Linked DNA regions of Mus musculus: regions 1 and 2 are each linked to region 3. A link is a contact called in public HiChIP or PLAC-seq and Micro-C data. All regions are on one chromosome and are shown on one strand. The core of a region is the stretch at or near the end of the contact, and the rest is flanking DNA. Distances in the headings are between cores, read along the strand shown. Region 1 overlaps Mcph1 (microcephaly, primary autosomal recessive 1). Region 2 overlaps Mcph1 (microcephaly, primary autosomal recessive 1). Region 3 overlaps Gm35934 (a long non-coding RNA gene).

Region 1 (3,403 bases), core at 462-2,961, 200 kb before region 3:
GAGTTAACATCTCTAGCCAAAGCTAGGATTTTGAAACTAGAGGAACTGAGAGACGGTGATGCCCCCGAGAAGCAGCAGTTCCGTGTGACCCAGTCGTGGCTCCATGACAACTTGCTTACCTGTAGTTGGACTCTTCACCAGCGAGGTAGAAGTGATCATACAGCGAATGCGCCTCGTTGCCTTCCCAGTCCTTCAGCTGGATCTTAAGCACGTAGCGGTGCTGACCGGTCAGCTGGGAGACAAACTCATTGCCCAGCCAGTACTCTCCCAGAGGGCTCCCGAAGCCCTGCAACCGAGAGAGTAGAGTCAGTCAGCTGTTTGTTCTTGTGTTTGGAATCCATCACCTTAGTACCATCTTAGGTGAGAGGATGGTACTCCTAGCCCTGGGCTGTACAAATGCAAGGTCTTGCACACAGAAAAAGATTTTGTTTTTTTTTTATTTAATTTTGAGAGATAGAAGAGGAGTCGTAAATACATGCCACCATGGGCCTGCGATGTCACCAGCACCGTGGATGTTAGCTGTACTCTCTGCCTTATTTGGGGCAGGCTTCCCTTTCACCACTGTGTTATTCTAAGACCAGCTGGCCCACAGGGGTCTGGGGAGTCACTTGTCCTTGTCTCCCCTTGTCATAGGATTACAGATGAGAGCTAATGTGTTCAGCCTTATACGGGTTCTGGGGATTCGAAATCAAGTCCCCACACTTGCCCAGCAAGGATCTTATGCCAGCACAGGAAATAGATTTTCTTTAAGTCAGTTTTAAGGACCTGAGCTGTTCTTAGAAATATAACTGTTACATAGCTAAAGCTACTGGGATAACCATGAACAGAGATGCTGTTGTTGGGAACAGCCAGAACCAACCTGGGTACCATGAACCGTATCCATAGTAGTGACATTTATGCTGTGGAAGCCTGACAACAGAGCAGCTTACCCAGTGTGCTCTGTATTACGTTTCAGTTCCTTTGACTACGATGTTTTTTAAGAGAGAGAGAGAAACGGCTGGGCACAAAGAATCATATCATAAGTAACTTCTTCAGAAGCCATCGGTCAGTTCTGAATTTGTGTTAATTCAAAGTTCTGAAGAACTTGGGAAATTGGCTTTCCCAAAGGAAAGTACTTTCTTATCTTAGTGCATACTTCCTTACCTCTTTGTATTCTTTCCACGTCCTCTGGAAGTCCACACTGCCATCTTCTCGGTGTTGGATGACTGTCCACCCTCCTCCACCCACGTCCATGTCACAGTAGGCCTGCAGGAGAAGCACACAGTTACTGCAGGCTGAACATTGGTGACCCAGGCTGCTACAGCAGCGGTGTGTTCCCAGGGGGCTCTGTGGTAACCAGGGGAGTGAATCGTTGCTGTCAGGTCTTTAGAGTGATTTTAAAATGATGATGATTCACAAGCAGTCAGACCACATGAGTCACTGGTGAAAAGGAACTTCCTGCTCTGGCTGTAGAGTCCCACGCCATAATTGTTTTTGAGAGTGATTCCCTGTACCTGGGAAACTGGCAGATTCTCCTCAAATCCCATATCTTTAGAAAAACACAGACTTGTGTTCATAGCACTGACAACCCTCGATGCTGGCTACACCCTGTGTCCATTAGCTACAAGGTACCAAACTCCCGCCATGTTTTCCTGCTGTTGGGCTTCCTTTGTGCGCAGAGAAAGCCAGTTTCTCCTGCCTGTGAGGGCCTGGGGGGAGGGGTTTCTGCAGCGCCAGCACCATGTGACCCAGCTTGACCAGGCAGCTCTGACACTGGTTTGATTTCAGGCTTCTACATACTTCCTTTGTTGCCTGCGGCATTTTTCCCCAGTATTTCTGCTTTTAAACTGCCTCAGTGGTCTTTAAATTTTTTGCCTGGAACACAAAATTCTTTGGGCTTGAATGTTTAATTTCAACTCAGCTGGAGTTTTATTGTAAAAATTAAAACCCCCTGAAAATAAGATTATATAAATACTTTATGAGATTACAGTAGAACCAAAAGAAAAAAAGTTTTCCAGAAAATAAGATAATTTCCCTAAAGCATACATGGTAGAAATATTAGGCTTCCCAACCAGTTGTGAATATTCTTCCTTTGTTCGGTGCCATGGTCTTTGGAGACCTAGGAGGACCATTTTTGCAGGGTTAACTTTAATATAGCTGCTCTGTGTTTGTGATTTAGAGCTAAAAGAGCCACATGAGCCTCTCACCCTATTTCTTCATATTGCCTATAAGGAACTAAACCCAAAGGAATCCATACTGTCCTCCATGTTGTTGTCCTCTGTCGGACATGGTCCTTGAGACCATCAGTGGACTGCTTTACTGAGAGGCCTCTCTCCACCATTATTCTACCCCCACTCCAAAGGTCCTGGCCTCCTGTTTCCCTCCGCAGTGACTTGGGTTTAGAAAGGCCTGGTGGCATGAAATAGAATCACTGTGTCCTCGGTGTAACTATTCAAAAACACATGACAGACTTGCTGGAGTTCTGGTTATCACAGGACAGATTTGCTGAAGGAACCCCCAGTTGTCACAGTGTATAAAGGGCTGGTTTCTGTAGTTAACCAGTTTGACTCTCTTGTGCGCAACTTGTCAGATATCTCACACAAGTTACCTGCCATGTCACATCACTCTAGAGATGATTGATTTGACACAGGTTCATTTGGTCAGTCACAGGGCCAAAAGGTGAGAGGAATTTGAATATGGTCTCCTTGATTCCTGTGTCATATCTTTTCCATGGCAGCATGCTACTCAAAACAGAGAAATTTGAACCTTTTGATAGGCGGGCAGATTACCACTGAAGTCAGTTCATGAGGAATCCTTCATCTTATTTGCCTGTGATCAACCAGATGACCAGTGCTGCACCGTTTTACACAGTGTCTTATAAAAACCTCACGTGGGGCACTAGGGTAAGGACCCCATGGCTATGCAAACACATTAACTCCCCAGCATCCTGAGTGGCTTGTTGGTAAATGGGAAGAAATGTTTGTAGTGAGCCCACCCTCGTTCTAATATCTGATTCCTTAGTGTTAAAATCTTCACAGTGCACTTAGTTGCCTGATGGTATTTAAAGCAGGCTTTTTTCCTGCCTAGAGGATCATTTTATCTTGTGGGAGTCAAAAGCAAGAGTCCCAACGTTGAGGGTCACTGCTACTATATAAATAAATTACATGAACCATGTTTCTATTCTCTTTGAATCCATTAGGGACCATGACAAAGTTACTAGAACATTCTCAGAATACTTTGTCCAGCTTTTTAAGAAGTGGAGAACAAAGCATTTGTGAGAAACAGAGAATTATGGTTCACTGGGTTGTGAAATTTGCAAAAAGAGATAATATTCTTGTAGAGGATCCACACGGTCAGGAGATGCTCAGTAAAAATACTGACAAGGATCAGAACAAGATCTGAAAGGCAGCGGCAGCCAGGCCAG
Region 2 (3,256 bases), core at 567-3,066, 130 kb before region 3:
TAGGTAGCCTCTTTCCAGAATGATCTCATCCTTTTAAATCAACATTATCTCAGTATTTCAGAGCCCCCTCAATGAAGGGAGGATCCCCCACATGCACCATAAACACAACTATGAGGAATGGACATAAGAGTGACCAACATGAGGCCCAGTCAAGACCCTCAGTGGGACCCTTCCCAAGACAAAGCTTTCCAAAGGTCCACTTGATGAGCCGGGGTTGGGAAAGGGTGTCTGTAGTGTAGCTCTTGGAAGGGACAGCAGCAGAGCCCCAGTACAGAACAAGAGTGTCAGAGCTGAGGGCCCAGGAAGAGTGTGGACCAGCTCCTGCACCCCCACCCTGTGCCTCCATTCCTCCCCCTGACTCTTGCCAGGAGAATGGCCGATAGCTGTAAGGTGAATGTCCCTGGAGAGCGCCCTTGACAGTGTAAAGCAGAGTTCTCCCTTGAGTGAGGAAGCCTCTGGAAGACCATTTCAGCTTCCCATGCAAGAGAAGAAGATGAAACCTCATCTCTTGCTATTCAGCTGAAGACATTGGGGCATGTAGGTGAAACATGGCTTGTCAGTGACCTCAGGACAGCAGTAGTATCAGCCACCATAATCCATCATCTGAGAAGCATGTGAGAGTGTGACCTTACTGTGGGTGCCCCTCTGCTCTGTAGAACTAAGAGGTAACCAGCACTTGGAGAATGTGGTCAGACTCCTTAGAGACAGCCCCAGCTGTGGCTTACCCATCAAATGTGATTTAGCTTGTGACTTTGCAAAATACAGTGTGTTGTACAAACTCTGCCTGGGGAGATGTGAACAGAAACATATTTATCTCCCAGACAGGCCACCAATCAGGCCCAAGTGATGAGAGGATACCACTCAAGTCCAGCTTGGAGGACCAATAGAATGACTGCCCTTGCTTAAAAGAAATGTGGGTAACCCCAAGTCAGCTACATCCCCAGAAAGTCTCAGTCTAGCATGGATGCTCCATATGGATGACATGTAGCTGCATAGACACATGTGTGGAGCTCTCATACACTCACTTAGCCCTCTGTGTATGCTAGCTACCACTTCCGAAGACCAGGAGACCATGTGCAGCCGGGGCAGAATTAAACAGGCTGGGAGCTAGACACCAGAGGGACAAGTGGAACTCTCAGGTACGGGTCCCATAACCCTTCCCACTGCTTCCTTCTTGTTGGTAATGTCAATGCTAGAACCTTGAGGTTCTCTTGTGAGTGGTCACAATCTCTCTGGTTAAAATAGCTGTTATGCTTGGAGGACAGCATCGCACAGCACGGTGCTTTATGACCGAAAAGCAAAATGCACAATTGCCCCTGCTTAGCTGGGGACAGAGAGAATGGGGTACAGTGCTGCTGGCTTCTAGCTACTTAAGCTATGTATTTTATACCCCACCCCACCCCTGGCCCTATTTAGATGATATTGCGCCACCACGCCCGGCTGATATTTCTCAAAGTAAATACAAGTGGGGCTTTTAAAGGTCTTCATAAAAGCGAAAATGTAAAGAGCTCCTGGGAAATGAGGCTGTCCTTTCAACTTGGCTTCCAACCCACTTCCGCAGTCATATAAATAGGAAGGCCTCTTCCTCGTTTCAATATCTTAAAAAGAAACCTTGATGTTACGTGTTGACCTAAGAGGAATGCCTTCCTCCTAGGGCAGACGGAAGGATATTCTTCAGGAATGCGAAGCTTGTGACAGGAATTATTGATACCTTTGGAATTTTTTCCCAAGTGACTCAGGGCTTCTTCAAACCATTACCTAGGAATTAGTCAGGGACTGCGTGTCGCCGTCCCCAACTGTTTTAAAGCAGAGCTGAGCACAGCGTAAGCGAGAAAGGCGCGAATGTGCCTTTGCGTGGTCTTCCCGCGCTGGGTGACTCTTGTTTTCCTGCACACTTTAATTAGAATGTTTCTACATTTGCCAAAGAAAATGTTGGAATGGAGACAAAACCGTGAAATTATAGGAACAGGGCTTGATGTAATAGCTTATTTGTGAAGGAAGCACAACTTGTTTGGTATTTTATTGAAGCAGGAAGTTCGGAGCCTCAGAACACACAAGCACAACAAATTCTCAGGTGCCGCTTGAGTCATCTGCTGTTGGCAGCGCCACTGGTAGCTTTCCCTGCGCTGACTTTTATCTTCTGGTTTGTTTTTTCTTTTTTGCAGAGTCACGAGGGTCAGGTGGGGTAGGAAATGACACAGAGCTTTAAAAAGATTGTGTAATTTTTTAAAAAAATGTACAGGTTGTGTACATTTTTTAAAGATAAGCTATGAGGATTAAACAGAGCAGGTCGGGCAGCCTCCCCTTAACCATATTGATACTTTTTTTGTACTTATCAACTTACAAAACAAGGAAACGTGAAATAAAATGAGAATCTGCCTGAAATGGTAACTGTCGCTCTGGGGAATCAGGGAATCGTATAGAGACAATCAAGATGAGAAGCGCTGTGGTTTGTTTCTCTGTTTTCTATTGGCTTTTGGCCACGGGAACTGAATGATAGACCCACAGCATTAAAAAGTTTGAGAAATATCTCGGGCTGACTGACACCGTTTTGTTTCATATGCAGAAATCATTGAGTTTCTGTCTTGTTTTTTGTTTCTGTCTGAAAACTCGGGTCTAGATGGTGCTTTGAGATGTGTAAAAATCTCCAGCCACCCTGGCACCACATGGTGGGTGTATTAAATACCTGTGAGTTTTCTGTCAAGTGACTGCTCCTGGTAGCACTTGAGTGAAGTGCTGGGATGGGATCCGATGGAGAGGAGGGAGGGAGGGCGGGGGGGCGGGGATAAGGGAAGGCAGGACCCAGGTCCTATCTGAATTGCTGTGTATCCTGCAGGATGTGAGGCTGGTGACCAGTTCACGGCTAGTAACCAAGCCTGTGTGGAGACAGGTGACAAGGCAGAGTCGTGCCTCAGGAAGGAGCATGCGCAGATCCCACAGATCAGGCATTAACTAACTGCCTAAGGGCTAAGAGCCAGCGCCAGCAGGGTGGGGCTTCATTCACTACCTGGCATGAGGGCACCTTCCTGGTGATACTTGAGAGATTATCTCTCTGCAGGTGAAATGAGCCAATTCAAAGCAAAGTAGGTTATATTAAATGCAGATTTATTGAGACTCTGCTCTCTCATAAAGATAGGTGAGTTCACTGGCCCCCAAGATCTAAGGCCAGGAAAGTCACTATGGAGAAACAGAGGGGGCGGAGCATACACACAGAGAGAGAAGTGGAGAAGAGAGAGGCACCAAATATCCTTTATCT
Region 3 (3,338 bases), core at 63-2,562:
TTGGACTGTCTGAAGACAGCTACAGTGTACTTACATATAATCAATAAATAAATCTTAAAAAAAAAAAAAGAGACTAGAGTCACTGAAGTAAAACCTGTGCTTGTCTGGGGCAATGGATGCTCGTCAGCTGGAGCTGAGAAATTAACAGTGACTTAGTTCTTCTGACTAAGAAGAGACTGGTATCAGAGAGGCAAAATCTGGGAAGTGTTTCTTGAGAGTCAGTATGCTGAAGCTATGTTCCAGAGGTAGCCAAGGTTGTACCTCATCTTGGTGGCCCAATTTGGTCATGGAAGAGTTACCCGGGTGGTAGCAATTTTGAAATCATGAAGGAGTCACGGAGAGCACTGTGAGAGACCAGGAAAGGTCATTGGTGAGAGTGCAGCCCAGTTGCGGCAGAAGACCCTAGCATTTTGGAGATGACAGTACCACAGGATGACCACCAAGAACTACAGCCGCGGTGGAGTAGAGCCACAGAGGCTGAGAAGACAAGCTGTGTGTGCTGCAGAGGGTGGAGCTGGAGAAGTGACCGAGCCCTTTGAGGGGCCCCAGAAAATTGTGAGTGAATCCCAGACATTAGACATTAAGTTACTTACACAGTTGGGGAGTGGTTTTGCCTTGGTCTGATTGTGAGTGTGCCCTGGTTCTTCCTTCTCGAAGTAAGAAAGTATTTATCTTTGATTTATCTTTTAAAAGAGACTTTGGACTTCTAAACAGAGTGAGTTTTAAAGTTTCTGTATTTGTTTTTTTGTTTGTTTGCTTTTTGTTTGTTGGTTTGTTTGTTTTTAATACACTGTCACTCTCTTCAGTCACACCAGAAGAGGGTGTCAGATCCCATTACAGATGGTTGTGAGCCACCACGTGGTTGCTAGGAATTGAACTCAGGACCTCTGGAAGAGCAGTCATCAGTGCCCTTAACCACTGCGCCAACTCTCCAGCCCCAAGTTTCTGTATTTGTAAAAAGACAGACTTTTTAAGTTTATGAATGTTTTATATTGTGATATTTATATTGATGTGATCTGTGGTCTTGGGTGAAAAAGAAAGGAAAGGTGGTGACTTAACAGTGACGTTTGTGTCAACTAGACAAGGGATCAGTTGTGCTGGATTATTTAGACACAAGCTATGGTTATCACTTAACTAAGACAAGGAATAAGGGGTTACAGGGCTGTGTGTGCCCTGCAGGCCGTCATCCATAGAGTTACTTAGCCTTGTTTTTGGTCCCAGCCTCCAGAACTGTAAGGTGGAGCTGTCTCTAGTAGACTTGCCCACCTGGTTACTTTGTGACCACAGCTGAGCTGACAAAAGAGCTTCCTGGAGGGAGGGGCTTTCAGCCTTGCCCTCAACACCTGCTGAGACTGGCTTGTGGTGGAATTTCCTTGGACAGTTAACAGGGCAGGCAGGGTGACCCAGGAAAGATTCCCAAAACATTGGGGTCTAGTCTTTCTGTGTCCTGTCACCTAACCTGCCCTTCCCACCAAAAGTCCTAGAGTCCCCAAGAGAGCCTAGAACCTGGAGGTGCCTTGCCTCTCAAGTGGGTGGGAAGGAAGAGATGCTGTAGGTTTTGAAGGTTCCCTCTATCTGTCACATTAGGTCAGATCTCGACTCAGTCACATTCCAATGTGGCTGTCCATCCCTCATCCAAAGGCAACAGAAACCTAAAGGATTTCCCCTACAGTCTTTAGGGCTTCATTCTCTACGGCATCCATAAATCTGCCATTAAGTAAATTGATTATGCTTTTCTCTTGCCAATCTGTAATCTGTCTGTTGTGGTAGGAGTGTTAGTCGGGCCCTTTGTGCTGGAGGAGAAGGCTCCCACCTGCCTCGCCCTCCCCCCACCCCCACCCCTCCCCACCCCTCCGCACCCCTCCCCACCCCTCCCCACCCCTCCCCACCCCTCCGCACCCCTCCCCACCTTGTCTTCTTGTCTTTGTTATTTACACTTGAGTTGGTAAGGTATTTCACCTCAGGGGGAGGGAGCAAGGGAAAGCTGCAGATAAGACCTCTCTCAGTAACTTGCCCAGAAAGTCAGTTTCCCCAAGGCAGTGAATGAAGCCACCTCCCCAAGCCCCACGGCCACCCTGGGGCTGCCACCAGAGGACAGCTAGTATTGAAAGTTTTACAGTCAGCCTGGTAAACACAATGAGTGAGCTACCTTTGGCCATCTCTGGGGAAAGGCCCCTTTGTGGATGTAGAAGCTGTAAACAGCTCCGACTTCCTGTGCGGGAGAGCAGCCAATCACAGAGAACGAGAAATCGGGGCGATCAGGGTCAGAGAGGTGGGCTGCACCAGGAGCTCCTATGGAACGTGCACCATGGAAGAGGGGCTACCCTACTGCAAGGGCTTCCACTGAGGGGGTTCCTTTTGCGACGACTCCAAGACTGGCTTTAGGGTTCAGGACATTTTTCTCCCCCATCCTGTTCATTGTATAGTTCTGTTCTACATTTGGGCTTCGCTTCTAGTTTCCTAGTTGAAGTGGAACACCGACCGGGGATTTGGCACCACCTAGTGGTCATGGAAAAAAGCTGACAGTTGAGTTTTTGAATAGTTCTGAATCCAAGTTCGGAAACAGTGGCTTACACACAAAGATGAAAATACTACACAGCAGAGAGAAGAGCAGACCCTGGGAGCCTCGCCACCACAGTCAATGAGCCCTCCCTTCTGGCGGGCACCTTTGTGGGGAGGGCGCTGCTGCTCCTATCGAGCCAATTCTTCCCTTTTTCTCTCTCTCTCTTTTATGTTTTTTTTTTTTTTTTTTTTTTTTTTGGGACTTTGGGTTTTCTGAGTCAGGGTTTGTTATGTAGCCCAGGTCAAGGTTCACCTTGACCTTGAAATCCTCCTTTCTGTGCTTCGTAAGTGCTGAGATTGAAGGCATGTTCCACGATGACCAAGTTTAGCCCATCTTTCTAAAAAGAAAGCTAGGAGTAGTATTTGCTCGGATCCCTCAGGATAGTTTAGGTCATCGAGTGCTCGTGTGTGTATAAGTGCTACACACACACACACACACACACACACACACACACACACACACACACACGCATATACATTGGAACACACTTAACTTATAATCAGCTCTGCTCCTGATGGTAGAAACTTCCCAGGTCAGCCCACACATCCCTGGTAGCCAAGGAGGGATGGGGTCAGCCTGCTTGTCTCTGATCACCTGATCTATGAGTCTCCCAGCTTCACCTGCTAAGACTGAGGCAGCATTTGAGGACCATAACCTTGCTTCTCGTTACTTATTAAGGTGCTTCTGGCTGTGGGAATGAGGTCCACTGAGGAGGGGGAAATGTCCTAAGCCCAGAATCTTGTGCACCCACAAATCTCACACACCAGTATCTTCT

The links. A called contact is a pair of places that touch in the nucleus more often than the background predicts. HiChIP or PLAC-seq counts read pairs in DNA pulled down with a chosen protein or histone mark.
Region 1: an H3K27ac HiChIP or PLAC-seq map of embryonic stem cells shows a contact between it and region 3, with 5 read pairs. The contact joins two enhancer-like sites. A contact is called at or near these places in 1 of 484 Hi-C or Micro-C datasets (embryonic stem cells), 1 of 115 datasets of contacts at active chromatin or transcription factors (embryonic stem cells) and 3 of 9 other capture datasets (adipose tissue, liver and pancreatic islet).
Region 2: a Micro-C map of trophoblast stem cells shows a contact between it and region 3, with 2.1 times the contacts expected there. The contact joins two enhancer-like sites. A contact is called at or near these places in 30 of 484 Hi-C or Micro-C datasets (the Ba/F3 cell line, the G1E-ER4 cell line, the HL-1 cell line and 22 more), 7 of 115 datasets of contacts at active chromatin or transcription factors (bone marrow-derived dendritic cells, bone marrow-derived macrophages, double positive thymocytes and 4 more) and 1 of 9 other capture datasets (embryonic stem cells).

Annotation. Positions count from the first base shown.
Region 1 is chr8:18,697,925-18,701,327 of GRCm38.p6, forward strand. All of the region lies in intron 12 of Mcph1 (microcephaly, primary autosomal recessive 1), which reads left to right. Angpt2 (angiopoietin 2) reads right to left here. Exons shown (of 9, transcript NM_007426.4): 6 at 1,144-1,245; 7 at 120-286. Among named protein-coding and RNA genes, the nearest start is that of Angpt2, 42 kb to the right of the region's middle. Within about 2 kb of position 1,712, at least 80 of the 459 cell types and tissues checked have an H3K27ac peak or open chromatin away from gene starts, as enhancers often do. A contact at or near this core is called in embryonic stem cells, where this site is marked.
Region 2 is chr8:18,766,090-18,769,345 of GRCm38.p6, forward strand. The region is part of intron 12 of Mcph1 (microcephaly, primary autosomal recessive 1); the gene reads left to right. Among named protein-coding and RNA genes, the nearest start is that of Angpt2, 26 kb to the left of the region's middle. Within about 2 kb of position 1,817, at least 61 of the 459 cell types and tissues checked have an H3K27ac peak or open chromatin away from gene starts, as enhancers often do. A contact at or near this core is called in the G1E-ER4 cell line and trophoblast stem cells, where this site is marked.
Region 3 is chr8:18,896,854-18,900,191 of GRCm38.p6, forward strand. The region is part of intron 1 of Gm35934 (a long non-coding RNA gene); the gene reads right to left. Among named protein-coding and RNA genes, the nearest start is that of Gm35934, 3.8 kb to the right of the region's middle. Within about 2 kb of position 1,313, at least 35 of the 459 cell types and tissues checked have an H3K27ac peak or open chromatin away from gene starts, as enhancers often do. A contact at or near this core is called in the G1E-ER4 cell line, embryonic stem cells and trophoblast stem cells, where this site is marked.